Linked DNA regions of Mus musculus: region 2 is linked to region 1. The links are chromatin contacts, called in public promoter capture Hi-C maps. All regions are on one chromosome and are shown on one strand. The core of a region is the stretch at or near the end of the contact, and the rest is flanking DNA. Distances in the headings are between cores, read along the strand shown.

Region 1 (6,722 bases), core at 2,858-5,357:
TAGCCGAGTCCCCCAGGGTGGAAGTGGTGTAGTAGAGGCTGGCGTCACGGAGGTCTCCACACTCTGTAGATTTGGTAGCCCTCATCTGGGCTGCTGACCGCAGCATCCACACACATATATATGATCTCTTCAGGTGGTGTGACTTCCTCAAGACATGAGGCCTGGACCTAAGACAAGTCCCTCAAAGCAAGCCAGGCCCTGGGAACTAGCCAGTGTTACTGCATGAGCAATGCTGGACACTAGGCCCGAGCGCAGATAGAGAAGGTTCCAGTGGGACACAGGACAGCCAGAGTAATCATTTGAATGCTGTTTCCCCCAACTTGCTACACCCTTGCTCAGAGGTGAGAACCCTGCTCCTATGCTCAGTAATACAGTTGCCCCTTCCTGTGATTGCCCTCCTGGTTCTGCCTCTGCCTGTCCTAGAGGCTGAAGCCTTCTTTCCCTGCTTGGACCAAGTCTAGTTCCGGTACCCATGCTTAGCCATGCAGCCTCTAGCCCCCATCCAGGCCAGGTGTCCCTGCTATGTCACTGACCCCTTGTCTCATCCAGGTTGGATCTTTAGTCTGGTCACTAGACCACTCAGTCCTGCCCCCAGCCTGACCTTTGCCCTGCTGGGCTCTGACAAACCTCTCTGTTCAAATGCATGAAGCCCCACGCCCTGCTACTTTCAATATAATTCCTGTGTCTCATCTGTCAGACAGAGTTGGTCTTTCCCTTAAATGTGCCATCTGGTTTTTATCAAATAACACAACTGTTCTGACAGCCCTGCCTTATCCCAGAGGACAAATCCAGGTATATGTTCCCAATTGAACCCCAGCCCCAAGGCCCTGTGTCTTTCTGAGTCTTCCCTCCTTAGCCTCTGGCCCAGAGTCAGTTTTGAAGATGGTGATGGTGACAGCTAGCTTCTCATATGGCTCACCAAAGCCAGCCTGGTGGCACTGCCATCTAGAGGTAGGGTTGGAAGCACAGTCCCCAGCTGGGCTCTACACTGTATCTGGGAAGTGGGGTTTTCTTATTAACTGGCATTCTGTCACCATCTTCTTCAATTCCTCTGTCATTTCTGTGCCCGTTTTAAAAATACGCTTGCAGCCAGGCATGGTGGCGCACGTCTTTAATCCCAGCACTCAGGAGGCAGAGGCAGGCAGATCTGTGAGGCCAGCCTGGTCTACAAAGTGAGTTCCAGGATAGCCAGGGCTATACAGAGAAACCTTGTCTGGGGGGGGGGGGGGGACGCTTGCAGAGAAGTTTTCTCCACTTACCCTTTTTTAAAATGTTGATTCTCATAGTAAATCAAACTCTTTTTATACCATCGGAGTTTTGTTCTGTGGGAACTTTATCTCTCATTTCATAAGGACTGAATAATTTGGGAGAGAAGAGGGCTTTTTCTTTGCTGGCTTCTTGGGTTTGTGCCTCTGTGTAGTTGTAGTGTTCCCTGTAAGTGCCCCTGTGCCCTCTCTTCATGCCTCCGGTTAGACAGTTATCACTGACTAGCAGACTGCACTTGGCTCTTTCCTCACTGTAACAAATAGCCAAGAGAAACAGTCTGAAAAAAGAGACGTGTGTATTGGTTCACAGTTCTTGCCACAGGCCATTTGGCTCCATTACAATCGGCCTGTGGAAAGACAAGAACATCATGGCAGTGTGGGCAAAACTGTTTACCTTACAGCAGCAGGAAGCAGAGTAGAGAGTGAGCCAGAGATGTGCTAGGTCCTTGAAAGGCATGACCCTGGTGACCCTGTCTCCTGCTTGCTGTTCCCCTTTAATAATGCTACCAGATTTTGACTCCATCAATGGACGAACTCACGTCCCAAAAGTACATCACCTGGCAGCTGACATTGAAGCATGAGAATCTTTTGGGGGAACATTTTGTATCCAGATCCAACACTAGGTTTCCCTGAGACAGTGGGGCTGTTTGTCTGTGGAACTCTTGAGTCTGAGCGATTCCCCCGTCCTTGGACAACTTAGGTTCATGGTGTCTGCCTAAAAGGTGTATGAATTCTGGGAGTCACATTAAAATTCATCTTATAGTTGATCCTCCAGCTTTTGAGATGTTTCTGCCAGCTGCCCTTGGTGTCCCAGGGTGAGATGTCCTGCCCTATGCCTTCCCTGGAATGGAAGCTGTCTTCAGTGTGCTGGGGAGGGATACCTGGGAGTCCAGCTCCTGACTTAGCTTTGGGGGTCTTGTTGTGGTTTATTCTTGGTGAATCCTCTTGCTCATGGCATGGCCTGCCCTATCTCCCACTTCCAGAGGCCCTTAGCCTGACAGGGATACTACCATATACTCAGGACTGTTCAGGGCTTTTGTTACACTTGTGTACGAGTCTCCTGCTTAGTCAACTAGGTTAGTTATAATTCTTCCTGACGTTTCCAGCTTCCAAAGTTCTCTCCTTTCCAGTTCTTTGTGCATTTGGTTTGAATTTTCATTTCTAATTGTTTTGCTTGGGAAGTGTATTTTCAATACACTATTCCTCTTTCCTTCCTCCTTCTTCCTCCTCCCTTCTCCCTCACCTCTTTCTCTCTCTCTCTCTCTCCCTATATCCTACTTCCATAATGATACTGAGGATAGAACCCAGAGCCTCTCACCTTCTATGAGTGCACTCATTCCTCACTGATTGACAGCTCCAGGCCACAGTCTGGCATTTTGAAATCAGAATGTCGCTTGTACTGCTTTGTCAAGACATCCTTCAAGAGCTCAAAGTACACATCCACACCGTACTATTTGTAAATGGTGATTTGATTAAGGTCGGCTGCTGAGTTACACTGTCACAAGTACGTCCCAAGCCCCTATGCTGGACAGCCATGGACTGGGCCTCCTTGACCGTGTTTCCTTCCTCTTCCTCTTGTAATGTTCTTGGATTCTCTGGCTCCTAGATACTGCTTTTCAAGGTGCCAGGTCATCTCTTAAATTTCTGGACAAGGAGCAGAGGACTCCTGGCACTCTCTAGGCAGATGAAGACAGTGGTACTAGCCAGCAAGCCCCAGCTCCCAGCGTCCTCCTCCTGTCCACTTCCCCAGGGATCACAAAAGCCATGCCAGAGCTGTGGATGAGTTTTCTGTCCAGTGCCATGTCACTGGTTTTAATCCAACTGAAAGGGGAGGCGTGCAGTGACACAGCAGATGATGTTAGGGTGTGGCTTGTCTACCACAGATTTGGGTTAACAGACCCAGGTTGCCACTGCTGGTAGAACTCCATGTAAAGGAAGGCAGGGTGTATATTCTTTGTAAAGGAACTACCGCTGTCGCCGCCATCACTACCTGCTGCCAATTATTTTGAACATGATATAAATCTGTCATTCCATATTTGTTCTTTTAGAGCAGGAGACAGCAAGAGCGGGCCTACAGGCAAGCTGCCACCCCTGCTTATGTCCATGAGTCACAAGCTGTCAGTGGGCTTTGTACTTACACGTGGTGGGTGAAATTTTCATTTGAGAATCTTTCATGGCATGTGAAATTCCTGCATCTTAGTTTCTCTTCTCTTGCTGTGAAGAGACACTGTGACCAAGCCAACTTATAAAAGGAGTTTATTGGGGCTCACAGTCCCATAGTCAGAGTCCATGACCATCAGGGTGGAGAGCATAGCAGCAGGCAGGCAGGCATGGCCCTGAGCAGTAGCTGAGAGCTTATATCCTAATCCACTGGCACAAGACAGGGAGAACTGGGAATAGAATGGACTTTTGGAGCCTCAAAGCCCATCTTCAGTGACACACCTTCTCCCAAAGACCACACCTCCTAATCATTCCTAAACAGTTCCACCAACTGGGGACCGAGTATTCATATATACGAGCGTAAGGGGGCCATTCTCACTCAAACCACCACACTTGTAAGTGAAGTTGACATGGCACACTTTGTGCGCTGATAGATCATCCATGATACCTTCCCACCTTGGTAGCAGACAGATGAATAGTTGCCACGAAGACTAACTCAAAAATTCATCATTTGGTTTTTTACTTTTTTTGTATTAGCCTAGGTTAGTCTTGAACTTGTGACCCCTCTTCCTCCCGGGTGTTGGGTGCATTTGTTTTTCATGGCCTTTCAGGACAAGACAGGCTGACTATGACCCTCTGCTAAGTAGCTCATATGAGCATTTCATATCTGAGTTGACCACAGAATAGGAAGTTGGCCACTCCACTTAATAGTGTCTGCTAGGACATACACGCCCAGAGGCAGTGGGAATCAAACTGAAACTTGGCTCGTATGATTTTCAGTCCCTTGGGGAAAAAAAATAAGACTATAACCAAGTCTCGTTCTTCACCTCTTCGTCCTGAGGCTGCACACACCAGCACCCACTGGGACTGCAGAGGAAGTGTGTGAAGGAAGTGACTTGCTGCGGAAAGAATCCCATCCCAGGCTGCCTCCCTGCTTCCTCAGCCCCTCCCAAGGCTTGCCTGCCCAGTTGTTTGTCTTACTTTCTGCTAGGTCCCACCAGCCTGGCTAGGCAACTGAGAGGAAAGCCTCTCTCTTGGCCTTCACAGGCCCTGCTCCCTTTAGAGAAGGAACAAAGCTAGTGTCCCACCTCTCTGCATATATACCAGTGGCAGGTCTCAGTTGATAGAGCCCCCTCTGCCCACTGTAAGAAGCACTTGTTTGTCTCCATGGCATGACTATAGGCTTGTGCTCTGCCCCTTGACCACAACATTGGTTCCCAGGGCAGGCACCACGGAGCTCAGAGGTGTAGGAGGCACTGATTTGTGGTGCCAGCACAGACCCTGGCAGAGCCACCCAGGCCTGTGGTTAAGCTTCAGCCCCTCCCTTTCTCATGATGATGGCGGCTCAGGCTGGGGCCAGAGTACGCAGACGATGAATGTGTGCTTAGCTTCTGCCCTGGGCTAGGATCAGGACCTAGTACTTGGCTCCACACCTTTCCTTTTTTCAAGAGTGGGGAGTAGGCACATGTGATGGGATACAGCAAGCACAAATTTAAGCACTGATGGCAGGTCCCTTTATCATTAAGGGGATTAAGGTCAGAGCACGTGGCCTCAGTGATCAATAAATCTGTATTTCTTTCCTGGTAGGACTGACAAGCCAACCCCGCTGACCAACAAAGGACAGCCGAGAGGACCTGGTAATTATTTAACTTGGAACAGGTTGATCCTGCAGGGATGGGGTGGGGTGGAGTTGGGGTTGGGGGGTATGGATTTTAGGTAGCTAGCTGGTCAGGTATAAAGAAGTTCACTGCCTTATACAGGTCTTTTCTCTTGAAACCACCAAACTTGTGGAGAGTCCTGCTTTCAGATATAACCTTGTGATTCTTACATTGTCTTACAGTTAAAGTGGATGGATAGGGATGGGGTGTTCTATAAAGTTGCTTTGTCATGGCCCTAACGCAGTGGATCTCTCTGCACAGAAGCTTCGGGTCCTCTGTCCAACGCCATGGCCCTGCAGCCCCCAGCACCCATGCCTAGGAAGTCACAGGCGGTAAGTGCACAAGCCTGCTATCCTGCTACTAGTCAGAGGGCTCCGAGGCAGCCGGGCTCTGTTGCTCCTTGGAGGAGGGCTGGGAGCTTCTTTCTGGTGCTGTTTCATGATCTGGGGAGCTGGCCAGCTTGGCCCTCTGCTCATCATCCCCATGAGCACCAGACCCCAGGTGTTTCATTTCCTGCCTCTGCCCAGGCTCCTGCTACACCCAGCCAGCCCCACTTGCTTGACCTCTGTGGGTTTCCGAGCCTAGGCACATGGCTCATGAGGCAAGCAGAAAGCATGAGGCCTGTTCTCTGGCTAAGAACTTGGCTTCCTACAACCCTAGCCTTCACACTTCCTTTTCTGATGTAGACCAAGTCAAAGCCCAAGCGAGTGAAAGCACTCTACAACTGCGTGGCTGACAACCCAGACGAGCTGACTTTCTCTGAGGGCGACGTGATCATTGTGGATGGGGAAGAGGATCAGGAGTGGTGGGTGAGTCGGGGTGGGGTCACAGGGGCCTGTGCGCAAGTCAAGGTGGGGCCATGGGGGCCTGTGCACAAGTCAGGGTGGGGCCATGGGGTGTGTCTGTGCACAAGTCAGGGTGGGGCGACGGGGCCTGTGAACAGTGGAAGCTCTCAGCCTAAGCAATCTGGATCTGGTGCTGCTACCAGTCTGATGAGCAGTGCCTTCCTCATCTCTGGTGTCTCCTGTGTGGGCACCTTCTTCTGAGTGGGCCTGATCTGTCCCTCAGGTGAACACCTCACTATAATGATGGGTAGACCACTTAGGCTACATTTTCATAACACGCTTGACCTGAACCAAGAGCCTTGGGGCCCTAGATTTTCACTGCCAATTTATGGAGCAAGGCATCCAGAGAGCTGGGCTCCAGGGCGGAGTCCTCATGTCTTTTTGATCCCGACAAAAGCTTTATGCTGCTCAGCATCCAGGTAGTATAAGAGTGGCATGGACACTGGGCTTCTCCCAGAAGCCCTTGCAACTCAGACTCAACCCCTTACAAGCTGAGGACCTTGGCAGCAGGTGCTTGGGGTCTATAGACCTGGGTGACATCATTTCTGCGAGGAAGTTGTCCACAGCACTGTGGCAAAGACGCCATGAGAAGCAGCAGTGATGAGACAAGGCGGGGTGGGGTTCAGGAATTAACCAGTGGAATGGGGTATACACAGAAAGCACTTGGCAGGGTCTGCCACCCAGTGGCCACTCGTGGCCCTGCTGCATAGACAAGTATTTCAAAAGGTACCTCAGGACTTGGAGAGGACTTTGCTTGACAGTTGCAGGGAGTTTGACCTGATCTGTAACTGCCC
Region 2 (7,534 bases), core at 253-2,752, 52 kb after region 1:
ACTGATGTGTCCTTTATTCTCCAACTAATCCTCAAGGGAGCCACTTCTGCCTGAGCACCACACTGAGTCTGCCTCCAGGCACTTTCCGCAGTGTATGCTGAAATCTTCAGCTCTCCGTCTGTCTTCCTCTGGTCTGTACTGGCAAATCTGAGTTTTGAGTTGAATGCAAATGTTGTGCCACAGCTTTGAAACCCCTGTTCTCCACACCCTTACCCAATTCCTTGGCTTATGATTCTAAAACCACCACTTTTAGGACTCATCTGTTATGGGATCTACATGTTCAATTCAGAGATGGGGTTTTATGCCTCAGATGTAGTGTGAGTTAGTTCATTAGTCTGGTTTTCTAAAGGACATAAAATTCAGACCAAGGAGAAAGTGGGTGGAGCTCAGTGATGTTTCTCTGATGTTAAAATTAGTCAGTTCAAGCCAGATTCAAGTACATAAAAAACGCAGGTTTGTTGGGCCATCAAGTTCACTGGTCCCAGGGCTGTCAAGATGGCTCAGCGGGTAAGACCACTGACTGCTCTTCTGAAGGTCTGAGTTCAAATCCCAGCAACCACATGGTGGCTCACAACCACCCGTTATGAGATCTGCTGTCTGAAGATGGCTACAGTGTACTTACATATAGTAATAAATAAGTCTTGGGGCTGGACCAGAGCAAGCAGAGGTCCTAAATTCAATTCCCAACAATCACAACCATCTGAACAGCGTACTCATATACATAAACAAATCTTAAAAAAAAAAGTTCATTGACTACTACAGAAGAGTCCAGCCCCTGTGCTGGACAGTCCAGGGTTGGGGGCAGGGTACCAGGTAGGGGCTGAGCAGCGATGCTGAAAGAACCTGGAGGCCAGGTTTGCTATCTATGTAAAATAGCAACACTTCAGTTCCTTGCTGGGATTGTCACCCTTCTCAAGGGAGTGCTTCTCCTTCAGAGCACACTATCAAGGCAAAGAACTTCGCCCATGTAGCCTGTCTTGTCTACCTACCCTCTTGGGTGTGTAAACGCTCCGGTGCTTTGCTAACAGTGTAAATCTGACTTCCTTAAAATGAAATTTCTATAAAACAGCCAAATTCCCATGTTTTTGGCCTATACCAAAAGCCTAGGGCCCCCATAACATACAAAAATTTATTACATAAAACTAGAAATTTCCTTTTAATAGCTGGGGCATGTGATACCGTGAAGTCAGGCGGTCTACAGTGAGGGTCCCTAGACACCTCTATCTTTTACTGTGCCCATCAAGTCCAGTACTGGAAGAGGAAATCCTCCACTTGGGCATGGCCAAAAATGGACGAGTGCTCCTGCTAAAAACGAGATTTCCAAGCACCACAGCTATCCCCAGTCTCGGAGAGGCGGGGTTGGGGTGAACCGGTGGCAGGACTCACCCGGCCGGGGACACTCGCTTCAGGAGACCTGAGTGCAAAGAGGTTTGATCTGGGGCTCACCCCGCCCACGGCTAGCCCCGCCCGCAGCTAGCTCCGCCCACGGCGCGAGGCTCCTCCACATCCGGCGCAGCCCTGCGGGGTTTTGGGCTTTCTACCATGTCGCTGTGCGAGCGAGCTGCTAGCGGGAGCGCTCTGCTCTGGCCTCGCGTGTTGCTCTTCGGGGACTCCATCACGCAGGTACCCGCCGCACCCTCGGCTGCATCCGCGTGCGTGTCGGAGCAGTCCAGGCGCGGTTCTCCCCCACCCCACCGTGCTCCGCGAGCCGGTACGGATCCCGAGCTGCCCGACTCCCCCGGACTCTGGATGGCCCGGTGCGCGTCGGGGTGCACGGGAGCTTAAAGGGTCCGCCTTCGCTTGGTTGCAACCTCCTGCGGGTTCTTCACCGAAGCTACTTTGAACTTTGAACCGACTAGTTCACTCCTCTCTTCCTCAAGCGGCTTAGGTCCAGTACCAAGTGGTTTTTGAAAACAATGCTTTCAACAGCATGAAAAAGTAACCCTATCTGAAAACATATAGTTCCCGATTGAGGAAATTCTTCAAGATGCCTTCCTTCAGGGAGATTAAAAAACAAAACAAAACAAAAAAAGACGCTTCTCCACAATTTACTCGTACGCGGGCTTGGCTTTCCCTAGTAATTGGCAACATTGTTTTTAGATATTGGGCATTAAGTTTTTGTGAGTGGGCGAGATGGCGCAATACTGCTGGAGGATTGCCATGACTGTCAGGGAAATCAATAGAGCATAGGCTTCCTTAGTTTTCAGCTGTGGAGAAATGGGATAACATTATGTCAGCTGACTCAACATAGTTGAGCTTTCTGCTGTTCAGATAACGAATGTCTCTAATGTTAGGTCACAGTAAAACCCTCTCATGTCCAGAGAGTTTCCAAGTGAAGCCACAGTAATTCTCAAAATACCTTCCCAAGCAAGGAAGGCAAGAAAGAAGCCTGGGAGTGTCTAAACGGAGTCTGCATCTAACAGGCCTGGCCCACCACCATGCCATAGTGTATAGCTGTGTGGGTAGTAACAGACTTCTTTCTTCAGTTTTCTTTCCAGCAGGGTGGATGGGGCTCGTTGCTGGCTGACAGACTAGTCAGGTAAGAACAGTTCCTAGATTGTACTTGGCTACTTTCTGGTGGGAAGCATAGTCAGAGTGAATGGTGGAGGCTTTTATCTGCTAGCTTTCCCCTCCTGGATACATGTTAAAGGAAAGGAATTCAGGTTCAACAAAATCGAGTTTCTACCACATGGGAACCAGCAGCACTTGTATTGGCTGCTCTGCCTTCCTGGAACCTTTCAAACCAGCCTGTTAGTGGGTTCCTAACGTTCTGTACCCGTTTGGTTAACGTCTATCGGAAAGTCCATTTTAGATGTACCTTGAGTCACCACTAAAATGTATAGAATTAGACCCTTGTATGGAATTCATATCTCATTGAGGGACATGAGGAGTCTGGGCAGGGTGAGCGTTCCCATAAGGTTCACAGAACACGGGTTAATTATGGACAGCTCCCAGGACTAGGTTATGCTCTTAGCTCATAACCCATCTTTTTAACCAATTTCTTTCAGAAAGTGTGATGTTCTGAATCGTGGATTTTCAGGTTATAACACCAGATGGGCCAAGATTATCCTCCCAAGACTTATCAGGAAAGGGCCTGGGATGGAAAACCCAGTGGCCGTTACAATCTTCTTTGGTGCCAATGACTCTTCACTCAAAGGTAAGGACATCCCTAGATCACCTTTGGTTTGCCTGGACTCAAACAAATACATGTTTATATTACTCTCCCACCAGACTGCTTCTGTATCTCCCAGTAGAAAGCTTTCCCGGGAACTGAGTGTTCCTGGGGCTCGCTCGCCTGTGTGGGTTTCTTTGGGCTTTGATGTGGTCAGATTTGGCTCAGGTACTCTAGGGCTCATTTCCCATATGACCGCCTCCTTGAACTCACCTGAAAGTACTTTTCATTGTCTGTTCCTGCCCTCTAAGTCCTCAGCTGATACAGTTGGCAGCAGAAGGCTTGCTTCTGGGGCATGCGCCCCCTGGTGACAGAGGAGTGTCCTCTTTGTTAGGTTTTTGGTTTTTTGGGGAGGACTAGGCTCATGTACCCTCTAGTGACAAAGAAGGGTCCTTTTTTGTTAGTTTTTTTGTTTGTTTGATTTTTTGAGACATGATCTCCTGTAGCCCAGGCTGGCCTCAAACTCACTAAGTAGCTAAGGCTAGTTGATCTTTCTGCCTCTACCTCTCAAGTGATGGGAGATCACGTGATTATGGAGAAAGACTGGCCAGGATGGTTCATGGGTAACTTTGCTTTTTACTCTCTGTGTTTCGCACGGAGTCTGCGGAGAGCCTAGTGCTTGTGTGCCAGCCTGACTGGCAGCAAGCCTGATGAGCGACTTTACACACTTGACTGGTTTTCACGGCTAGTTTAAGAGGCAGACCTGCCATTACCTCAGCTCCCAGTGAGCACACTGTGAGCTTCAGAGGGTTAAAGCCAGTGTCAGTGAAGGTAGGGCAGTCTTACATCATAGCCTACACATCAGCCTTACGGATGATGGGGAACCTAGAGAAAAGACCTGGACACTGAAAATCTCCTAGCCAGCCTCCGAGGCCTGAGCTGTGAGCCATGCAAGTAAATGGGTTGAAGAGGAAGGAGTCTTTTCTTTGTGTCTCGGAACTCAACAGTTCCTCTGTGACACTGAAAATTTGCAAAAATATATTCCTGCCTGGGTGTGGTGGCACATACTTGTGGTCTTAGCCTGGGGAGGCTGAGACAGAAGAATCACTGCATGGTCTGGGCCAGCCTGTCTTCAAAACACAAAGGCCGGGCTGGAGAGATGGCCCAAAGGGTAAGAGCACAGACCGCTCTTCTGAAGGTCCTGAGTTCAAATTTCAGCAACCACATGGTGGCTCACAACCATCCGTGATGAGACCTGACTCCCTCTTCTGGTGTGTCTGAAGACAGCTACAATGTACTATGTATAATAAATAAAGAAATCTTTGGGCAGAGAGAACAGGGAAGGGGTGAGAGGGAGGGGAAGAGGAAGGGAGAGAGAGAGAGAGAGAGAGAGAGAGAGAACACAGAGGCCTAGGAATATCATAGGGCTATCACACAGTGGGTCGAGTGCTTGCCTGTCCAGTTCACTTCCCTTCCCAGTCTGACATAAAACTAAGGCTAAGTGTGGGTGTGTAGGCTTTTAATCCCAGCACTTGGGAGGCCAGGGCAAGGGCAAGAAGATCTCTGAGTTCTAGGCCAGCCTGGTCTACATAGCAAGTTCCAAGCTCTCTGGACTATAGTAAGACCCTGTCTTGGCTATATAGTGAATTTAGAACCTGCCTGGGCTATGAGCGACTGTCTCAAAAAGGAAAAAAATAAACAAAAGTATACTCATCATGTTTGCCATTGTTTCTATAAACCATGAGACTGAGCTGCATGTCTTGAACAGATGAGAACCCCAAGCAGCACGTCCCCTTGGATGAGTACAGCGCAAACCTGAGGGACATGGTGCAGTACCTGAGGTCTGTGGACGTCCCCAGGGAGCGGGTCATCCTTATCACGCCACCCCCGCTCTGCGAAGCCGCCTGGGAGAAGGAGTGCGTCCTGAAGGGTGAGGAGCAGGCCTCAGCCTGTCAGAGCTGAGGGTGGGCATCGATCACAGCTGAGGTGTGGGCGCTGAGGGCCTCCACTCGATGGAGGGACCTGTCCCATTTTCAGTCAAGTGAGAATCGAGTCTTTCTCTAGAGCAGTGCTTCTCAACCTTCCTAATGCTGCAACGCTTTCACACAATGTTGTGCTGACCTCCAACCATAAAAGTATTTCATTGCTACTTCAGAGCTGCAATTTTGCTACTCTTATGAATCGCAGTGTGAACATTTTTGGAGAAGAAGTTTGCCAAAGGGGCTGTTTGAGTGGGGTTGCCCACCGGTTGAGAACTGCTAGACTATTTTTGGCATAAATGGGGGGGGGGTGTCCTGGTTGTATGTAAGTCAGGAGGGCATTGATGACCCAGAACCCACTGTCTGTAGTTGCCAGATGCCAAGATACACACAGCCCACCGGCAGCCACACAGGTGCTCACACCAAGTCCCCATCTGCAGCATTCTCCCCTGGCACAGGGAAGGCACCTGCAGCATAGAGCTCTGCAGATGGCCGCCCCTTCAGCTGCCAGGAGCCCCTCCTGTCTTGTCTCCTTTGGCAGTTGGCAAAGTGTGATGGTAAAATCCCTCCACTTTGTCCCTTCAGCACGACAGCTCTCATGCTTACACACTTGACTGGAAAGGTGTACTGTGGACTTTGTCCAAGCTGCTTGAAACTGGAGGACAGGCTTGACTGGGACACACTAATGGCTTTTCAGCACAGGTCCGCTGTCAAAACTGGGGAAGAGTTTTCTTTTCCTCACACAGCTGGTCAGCCTGGCTCCTGCCATACCCCAGATCCCTTCCCTAGCCTCTCAGGAAGATGTGTGATTCTCCCCCAGCCGGGCTTCCCCCACCAACTGGATATTCTGCTGGGAGGTAGGCAGGCATGCAATGAATCTGTCCATTTTGTCCTGGAATCTGCATTAATGGACAGGCATGGCTGTCACATAGACTAGGAAAGCCTCAGAATGGCTGAGCATGTTCACAGGCACAGCCGAGTAGTAGTGCCTAGTGACTACAGTGGCTGTTGGCTGCATGTTGACACTGGAGGTCTCAGTAGCAGTGTGTCTCTCTCTCTCATGATCTTGACATTTCTTTCTAGCCATGCCCTTCCTTGCCCTTTACCTACCTCACTGGGGTCTATGCTCTAGCTGCTTAGCCTCAGTACCCTGACCAGGCCTGGTGCCTTAGGAGCCTCTGGCTGCTCCTTGGCTGTTCCTCCCCACGGTGCACTCCTGCCATTGTTGCATTGTTGTGCCATTGTTGCAGCCCCTATGCTGGCATCAGTGGCATCAGACGCTGTCCAGTCCATGTGGCCTTCAAAAGGACCAGCACTAAGTTTGCCAGTGACCTCTGGAGTTTTCGCCAACAGGTTGCAAATTAAACCGCCTGAACTCAGTTGTTGGTGAATATGCAAATGCGTGTTTACAAGTAGCCCGAGACTGTGGGACTGATGTCCTTGACCTGTGGACCCTGATGCAGAAGGACAGCCAGGTACCAAGGTTTTCTCGGCCCTCTCAGGGTTATTGGGAGCACACGGGTAAACAAGATGTGTGCAGCTTTCCTAGAAGAGCTCTCTAGACGGGCATGGTGATGCACATCTGTAATCCCAGTGAGGTGAGGGTAGAAGGATCAGGAGTTCAAGGCTAGCCCTAGCTGCACAGCATGTTTGCATCCAGTCTGCCATATAAAACTGTGTCTCAAAAGACGTGAATGTCAGTCATGCTTTTCACCAGGAGAAAGGCCTGGAGGAGCCGCAGCAGCCAGTACAGCCAGAACCTTAGCTAAGGGTTACCTAGAGTACCATAAATGCCTTAAGTTCAGATATATAAAAGCAGGACACAGTTCATGGAAAACTGTGATATATATTCACTAACAAATCTACTGCTAGAGGGGTCATTCTAGCTGAATTATTGTGTCTTAAAGCCTGAAAACATATGTATGTATGTATGTGTATATGTATGTAGACACATTTTAGTGCATATATATGTGTGTATATACATACATATACATTCATTAATATACATATACACACACATACGGGAAAAGCTAGTTGTCATATGAAGGGCAGCTGGCCAGCCATGTACACATGCACTATGTAGTTTTTCACAGCATTATCCACACTAGGCCCAAAGCTAGAAGTCACCAATCTTTCTGTAGGTGACCGGGTAACTCAGAGTCCTGAGCAGTGACAACACCTAATCTGAGGTCCACAACACAGATAATGCTGATAGAAAGGGGGGGCTCTCGAGTCATGTACAACATCTCAGACAGGGCTGTAGCGACAGGGTGAGGGCAATGCTGCAATTGTTCCTGGTCTGCAGCAATGAGAGGCAGTCAGCAGACACATTCTCTCTTCATCCCCACCTGTCTCACATATCCCAGGCTGGCCTGGAACTTGCTGTGTAGTTGGGATAGCCTTGGATTCCTGCAGGTGGAGTGCTGCGGTTACAGGTGTGCAC

Evidence for each region. Promoter capture Hi-C pulls out the DNA fragments that hold promoters and counts their contacts.
Region 2: a contact with region 1 is called in a promoter capture Hi-C map of pre-B cells. The contact joins the promoter of Iah1 here to the enhancer-like site in region 1. A contact is called at or near these places in 10 of 39 promoter capture datasets (the C10 cell line, cranial neural crest, embryonic stem cells and 6 more), 2 of 115 datasets of contacts at active chromatin or transcription factors (embryonic stem cells and heart atrium) and 3 of 9 other capture datasets (adipose tissue, liver and pancreatic islet).

What each region holds. Positions count from the first base shown.
Region 1 is chr12:21,260,119-21,266,840 of GRCm38.p6, forward strand. It overlaps Asap2 (ArfGAP with SH3 domain, ankyrin repeat and PH domain 2), which reads left to right. Exons shown (of 29, transcript NM_001135192.1): 26 at 5,013-5,062; 27 at 5,345-5,415; 28 at 5,770-5,892. Among named protein-coding and RNA genes, the nearest start is that of Gm40855, 12 kb to the left of the region's middle. Within about 2 kb of position 4,108, at least 51 of the 459 cell types and tissues checked have an H3K27ac peak or open chromatin away from gene starts, as enhancers often do. A contact at or near this core is called in adipose tissue, liver and pre-B cells, where this site is marked.
Region 2 is chr12:21,314,890-21,322,423 of GRCm38.p6, forward strand. Iah1 (isoamyl acetate-hydrolyzing esterase 1 homolog) reads left to right here and starts at 1,503. Exons shown (of 6, transcript NM_026347.3): 1 at 1,503-1,623; 2 at 2,487-2,539; 3 at 3,009-3,157; 4 at 4,881-5,042; 5 at 6,445-6,566. The coding sequence starts at 1,543. Cpsf3 (cleavage and polyadenylation specificity factor 3) reads left to right here. Exons shown (of 18, transcript NM_018813.3): 18 at 1-167.